2 separate regions of the Anas platyrhynchos genome follow, and region 2 is linked to region 1. The links are chromatin contacts, called in public Hi-C maps. All regions are on one chromosome and are shown on one strand. Each heading gives the region's core, a stretch centred on a gene start, on an enhancer-like site or on the middle of the called end of the contact. The rest is flanking DNA. Distances are from core to core; before and after follow the strand shown.

The links. Hi-C and Micro-C count contacts between places; a contact is called where the count stands out from the background.
Region 2: a contact with region 1 is called in a Hi-C map of subcutaneous adipose tissue, with 2.1 times the contacts expected there. The contact joins the enhancer-like site here to the promoter of TPPP in region 1. A contact is called at or near these places in 2 of 8 Hi-C or Micro-C datasets (skeletal muscle and subcutaneous adipose tissue).

Annotation. Positions count from the first base shown.
Region 1 is chr2:93,197,876-93,201,013 of IASCAAS_PekinDuck_T2T, reverse strand. TPPP (tubulin polymerization promoting protein) reads right to left here and starts at 1,634. Exons shown (of 5, transcript XM_038174420.2): 1 at 1,335-1,634.
Region 2 is chr2:93,278,592-93,281,452 of IASCAAS_PekinDuck_T2T, reverse strand. It overlaps LOC119715799, which reads left to right. Exons shown (of 4, transcript XM_072033188.1): 1 at 1-1,288. The coding sequence starts at 1,167. LOC140001529 reads left to right here. Exons shown (of 2, transcript XM_072033186.1): 2 at 1,005-2,861. The coding sequence starts at 2,603. Among named protein-coding and RNA genes, the nearest start is that of CLASP2, 5.8 kb to the left of the region's middle. Within about 2 kb of position 1,277, at least 2 of the 8 cell types and tissues checked have an H3K27ac peak or open chromatin away from gene starts, as enhancers often do. A contact at or near this core is called in subcutaneous adipose tissue, where this site is marked.

The DNA.
Region 1 (3,138 bases), core at 385-2,884:
AAAAATCAGCAAGAATTTCACCCCCTTCCCACCACACACACACCTGTCTATGTAGACCCTGCAAAACATTAACAGGTAAGATGCTTGTCAGCAGCATCTACTGCTGCTGTCAATATATATAAAGCTGTCAATGTTTCAGACACACATTTTCCACTTGTGTATTTGACATCTTGCAGAAGATACCCAATTTCACTAATGAAGAATTCAACCAGAATACCAGAGCTTTTACCCAGAATCTAAGACATACTAGTAACCAGTGATGACTTGGTGTTTTTGTTTTTACTGGTTTTCAAACTAGTTAGCCAGGATCGGGGAGAACCAATTAATTCACAATATTTTGTTTCATCCAGTTTTTCACCCCAGAGTACTGCTCTCAGCTTTATACCTGCAGGTGTTATACTGCAATCCGTAAATACTCTTTGATACCAGATTCTAGTTTTCATGGAGGACGTCATATAGGGGCGGTTCTAATTGGCAAAGCCCCTTGGGCATTTCAGGGGAGAAAAAAAAAAAAAGCTTCTCCACCCATCCATCTTCACAAAAGGGGACTGACTGCTTGCTCTGCACAAGAACGCAATAAGGTAGCTCTGCAGGGGCTAAGGTTTTATTGTCGTCTCCAAATTATAACCAAAAACAGAATATCGGCTCCAAAGCACAGGTAGACATTAATTTATTTAGTCTGCACGCAAGGTGGATTTTTCTTTGGGAGAAACCTTCACCTAGACCTGGGCTAGCCAGTCGCGCACAACCCACCCACTAATCTGTTACTGCAATGTCCTGAGGAGCAGGAAAGCAACCCCTTTCTCCCCCGCACAGGTTGCGATCGCGCGTCTCTTCGCAGCGGGAGGAACCCACTGCGGCCAGATACTGGGGGCCGCATCCCGACCGGCGGGCCAGGGGAACGAAAGCAGCTTTGCACAGAGCCCCTCTCCCCTCCACATGGGTCGCGTGGGAAAAATAAATGAATTGATAAATAAAATGAACGAAATAGAAGAGGGGGAGCGGCTACTGCAGAAAGAAGCAACCGCCGCCTTGCCCGCGGCCCCCCGAGGCTGTTACATAACGACAGCACGGAGCACAGGGCTGCGCACCCCTGCCTTATTGGGAGAGACTCTGATCCCACCACGGCACCACCGATAAGAGACAGCGCTGGGCAGCTACGCCAGCGTTCCCGCCTCCTCCCCTTGGGTCCTCATTAACCGAATGCAAATTAATTAGCCAGCAAGCTGAACAGGGGGTGGGGGGCAAGAAACATCCCTGCTCAAAAGAAGAAGGGGGGAGGGAGAAAGGGCTGAGGAACCGGACTGTTTCACCCGCAAGAAGCACGTACTTACCACCGGCTCTCCGAGGCAGCAGCAAGTCCTGCCAGCCTAACCTAACTCTCTCCCTGGCTCAGGCGCTACTGGGAGCCAGTCTCAAGCCGGCGCGGCGGCTCAGCCAAACGCCCGCCCTCGCTGTCCAGGCATTGGCGAGCGCTCGGCACCGCCTGCCCGACCCCCTCTGCCGCTCTCTTCCATAGGCCAGGCAGGCTGTCTAGCTGGCAGCCGCTCGCGCCTTCCCCGAAGCGTGAGGTAATGAATCAGCCTAGGGGCAGCCTCTGCCTTTGCTGCCTTAAATGGCTGGTTATTGCCAGCAGGGTTTCTCTTCTCCTCCCTGCTTATTACCCAGTGCTCAGCAGCAGGTGGCCAGGGAGAGGTGGGAGGAGGCCGCGCGAGCGGGAGGAGGTAACTTCCTTACCGCTCCCACGGCTAGGAGCTAAGGGAGACGGGGTGGGGGCGTGCGTGCGTTAACCTGCATCGGGTAGTACGAGAGTTGAGGCCAGGTGTAGCAGTTTCTGCCATTCCTCGTATCCTATGCTCCCTTCAGGAGGGAAATTAAGAAACCAAGGAGCATCAGTTACTTGTGTCCTGCCAGGCTCTGTAAGGTTCTGATCCTTCTGATCCTGGCTGCCCATTTTGTCATAAATTGTGCTTGTTGACAAATAATAAACAATTAAAAATAATTAACTAGAAAGGAATGGGCTGGATTGTGCAGTGGAGTAGGTGTTCCACAAAACCCTGCGTCTCCCACCTCACTATCTGGTTAGGACCAGGTCTAGGGTTGACACAGTAGAGATGCACCAGTGAGAAATCTACTCAGAAATATTTAAAAAGAGACTGCTCAGGAGTTGGCAGAAGTCTAATGAACTGTCATGCATCCTCACTTCTGAATTTATAACCAGAGTCCAATCAGACCAGAGTCCACCATATCTAAGTGGACCATAACTTGGTAATTGCTGTGCTAAAGTACTGGAAATAAAATAATCCTTCTGCAGAGATGAGGAAGAAAAGAAATAAGATTGAATTAATGAGCAGTGGTGCCTCAATCTTTCAAATGCAAGATAGTTATATAGCTGACTTTTTAAAAGTCTATGTATACATTTGCATTAAGACACTGGAATAATAATTTTTAAACTAGTTTATATCATTATTTTGGTATCCTAAGGCATGACCCACCACTGCATAAATGCTGTAAGGCCTCTTCACATTAGGATTGGGTTTGGCTGCAGTACAGGTATAGGTTTTATAGTAGGGTATGGCATTTGTAATCTCTTTTGAGAGGGCAAACCAAAATCATGTTGTTGTTGTTTTATCCCAAGTTTTCTCTTTCACCATGAGGACACAGGAAATCTAACCTTTATGAAACTTGAGCTGCCTCAGAAAGATTCCCTACCCTGCAACTGAAAAACAGATTAAGAAAGGTACGGTTTTAAATGAGACTAGTTTTGAATGCAAAAATGAATGCAATCCAGATTAACAAAAAATGAGGGGTAGTAAGTAGCCCAGTGGAGAATACTCACCTAATGTTTAATATGCGGCTGATGCTACAATATTTTCAAGTATTTCCCCTACCTCATAGAGTGTAGACTGTAATAATGTTTCTCTTAACAGAATTTTTCATCACAGCCCATGTTCCTTTCTAGTAGCAGAAGACATGCAGAATCAGAATTACCCAAATTTGATTGTGATAGATTAGATTTGATTAGAGTTTTCTCAGAATCATGATAGCAGCAGGATAAAGAAGGAAAAAAAAAAGAAAAAAAAAAAAAAAGGAAAAGAAAAAAAATCAGGGAAAGGAGAGGAACTTACACATTAACTT
Region 2 (2,861 bases), core at 28-2,527, 81 kb before region 1:
ACCCGAGCCCCAGGGATGCAACAGACTTCCCTGTGGGTTGGGTCTGGTTGGCATATTGGGCCCTCTGTCCCTTTCAAAAGGGAGTTCCCCATGACAATAATCTTTCTTTCTAGACAAAAGATGTAGCAATGCATGGGGTATGTTGCCTTGCCTTAGGCACCCTCTCCAACTGGGACGTGCTTTCACCTACATTATTGTTTTGACTGTCATATTCTAGAGCTTCATACCTGTTATATAAGGGTAGGTGGGAAGGTGAGGTGGGCAGGGAGGGACAGGGCTCCCCTACCACCCTGAGCAGGAACCTGCTTCCATTGCCCGCCTAACAATTTTTTTTCAGAAAAATAAAAGTAGGTGGGTTTCTTAGGGTAGAGAGAAATGCCAACCATAAACTTGACATGCTCCTGTAATGTTATCATGAACATGTACAAATGTTTGATGTTCACCACTAGAATTTGATTATAATTATTATAAAGTTAAGAGGAATGGAAAAGAACTCAGTGACGCTGAAGAGAAGACTTGTAATACACATTACTCCTTTTTATTTTCTTGAGGGTTTATCAAGCCCTCACTGGGTGTTTGGACTATAAAAGCTGTGACTGTGCTGATCATGTTTTACAATATCTCTGTGTTGAGGGATTTTTGAAACAGCGAGGAGGCCATGACTTGCTGCAGCTGAGCAAACCAAGCTACCAGGACGACTATGAGAAGTTCCCATGACAGCGTTCCCACATCGCCCGATTGAGGAATTTAGAAAGATATTGTTGCCAGCAGCTGGCTTCAAGAACGGGATCTACGTGACTGCTAATCACAAGGGGGTTGTTTTCTTGCAGTTGTTTGTCTGAGTGCTTTTGACCAATAATCTTGTGTGAGACACTATCTGCCCTTGTTAAGTTTGCTATAAAAGTCAGGCTATTTGGGTAATAATGAAGAAGAGCGTGATCTGACCATACTAGTGTCTGCTGTGTTTTTGGCCATTTTTCCTGCAACATATGGCGCCCGAACAGGCTGAGACCCACAGATGCTGAGAGACCAGAGAGACGCTGAGAGACCTGAGAGATGCTGAGACTCCGAGCACAGACCTGAACAGAGAGATCGTGGTGAGACACGGAGATAGATACAGAGATCGCGGTGAGATGCAGAGATAGATACAGAGATTATGGAGATAGATGGAGATCGCGGTGAGACGCGGAAAAGTGATGTATTGCGGTGAGACGCGGGACATCCGGGGCCGAGTTGCTACGGGAGATCGGAGGTGTCAGTGGAAACGGCAGACGACCGCCATCGTGTGGTGAGTTGGCACACAGCAGAGGGGTGGAGATCACGACCCTGCAGGTCGTCTGACATAACCATGGAGAAGGAAGCAGTTATCCAGCTTCTCTAGCATTCTAAGACAGGCATATCTTGCAATGTAAAACAAAGATCGAATCCTTGGTGCACTGGGCTCAGAAGGAGGGTTTTCTGAAGGGAATCCCTCTAATGTTTAGTCCAGCTGAGTGGCGGCATGTAAGAGATCGCTTATGGGATAAAGCCATCTCAAGTGGAAAGCTAGATAAAGATGTAAGTGGGATGTGATTAATGTGCTGTGCAGTATGAAAACTGAACAGCAGCTTGCTATGGTGGCGGTGCAAGCCTTGTCAGTATCGTCTGGGACTGACAGACCGCCGAGTACAAAACCTGAGACCTCAGGAATGCGGCTGACATGATCTTGGCTGCACGTACAGACTGGGCCATGAGACGCTGGAGAGCAGCCTAGAAGAGAGGGATCTGGGGGTCATGGTAGACAGCAAGTTGAATATGAGCCAGCAGTGTGCCCTGGCAGCCAGGAGGGCCAACCGTGTCCTGGGGTGCATCAAGCACGGCATGTGCAGTTCTGGGCACCACAGTATAAAAAGGACATGAAACTGTTGGAGAGTGTCCAGAGGAGGGCTACGAAGATGGTGAAAGGCCTGGAGGGGAAGACATACAAGGAACGGATGAGGTCACTGGGCCTGTTCAGCCTGGAGAAGAGGAGGCTGAGGGGAGACCTCATCACAGTCTACAACTTCCTCGTAAGGGGGTGTCGAGAGGCAGGAGACCTTTTCTCCATTAACACCAGCGACAGGACCCGCAGGAACGGGGTTAAGCTGAAGCAGGGGAAATTTAGGCTTGACATCAGGAGGGGGTTCTTCACAGAGAGAGTGGTTGCACACTGGAACAGGCTCCCCAGGGAAGTGGTCACTGCACCGAGCCTGTCTGAATTTAAGAAGAGATTGGACTGTGCACTTAGTCACATGGTCTGAACTTTTGGGTAGACCTGTGCGGTGTCAAGAGTTGGACTTGATGATCCTTAAGGGTCCCTTCCAACATCAGGATATTCTATGATTCTATGATCTTTATTGTCAGTTCCTGCACCCACCCTGGTTCGGGGTATGACCTCTCCAGTAAAGCAATCAGTGGCAGAAATAACTAAGGGACTATCTGAGCAGAGATAGTCTGCTCAGAGATAGTCATGCTGATGGGGAGTGGGGGCTGCCCTCCGCGCGCCGGAAAATCTTGATAAAGCTGCGCTGCCAGCATCTGTGCCGCTGCCAGGCAGCAATAATCCACTTGGGATGCTTTGCCAATGAGAGGTGCAGCAGCAGCTTGTGAAAATCGACCTTCACTGGAGGAGTTGTTCCAAGAACTGCTAGTGAAATTCGAGAACTTAAAAATTACAGATTCGGAGGAGCCTCCTCTCTCGTCTGCCCCACCGGAGCAGACTCCCTCATTACCTGTCGCTACAACACCGTCGGCACCAAGGAGGGACAGGTGCTCCGACGTCATACGTGATGCCATCATAGAGGGGCATTGTCATGCTACATGCTTGGCCTGCCCTATTATTA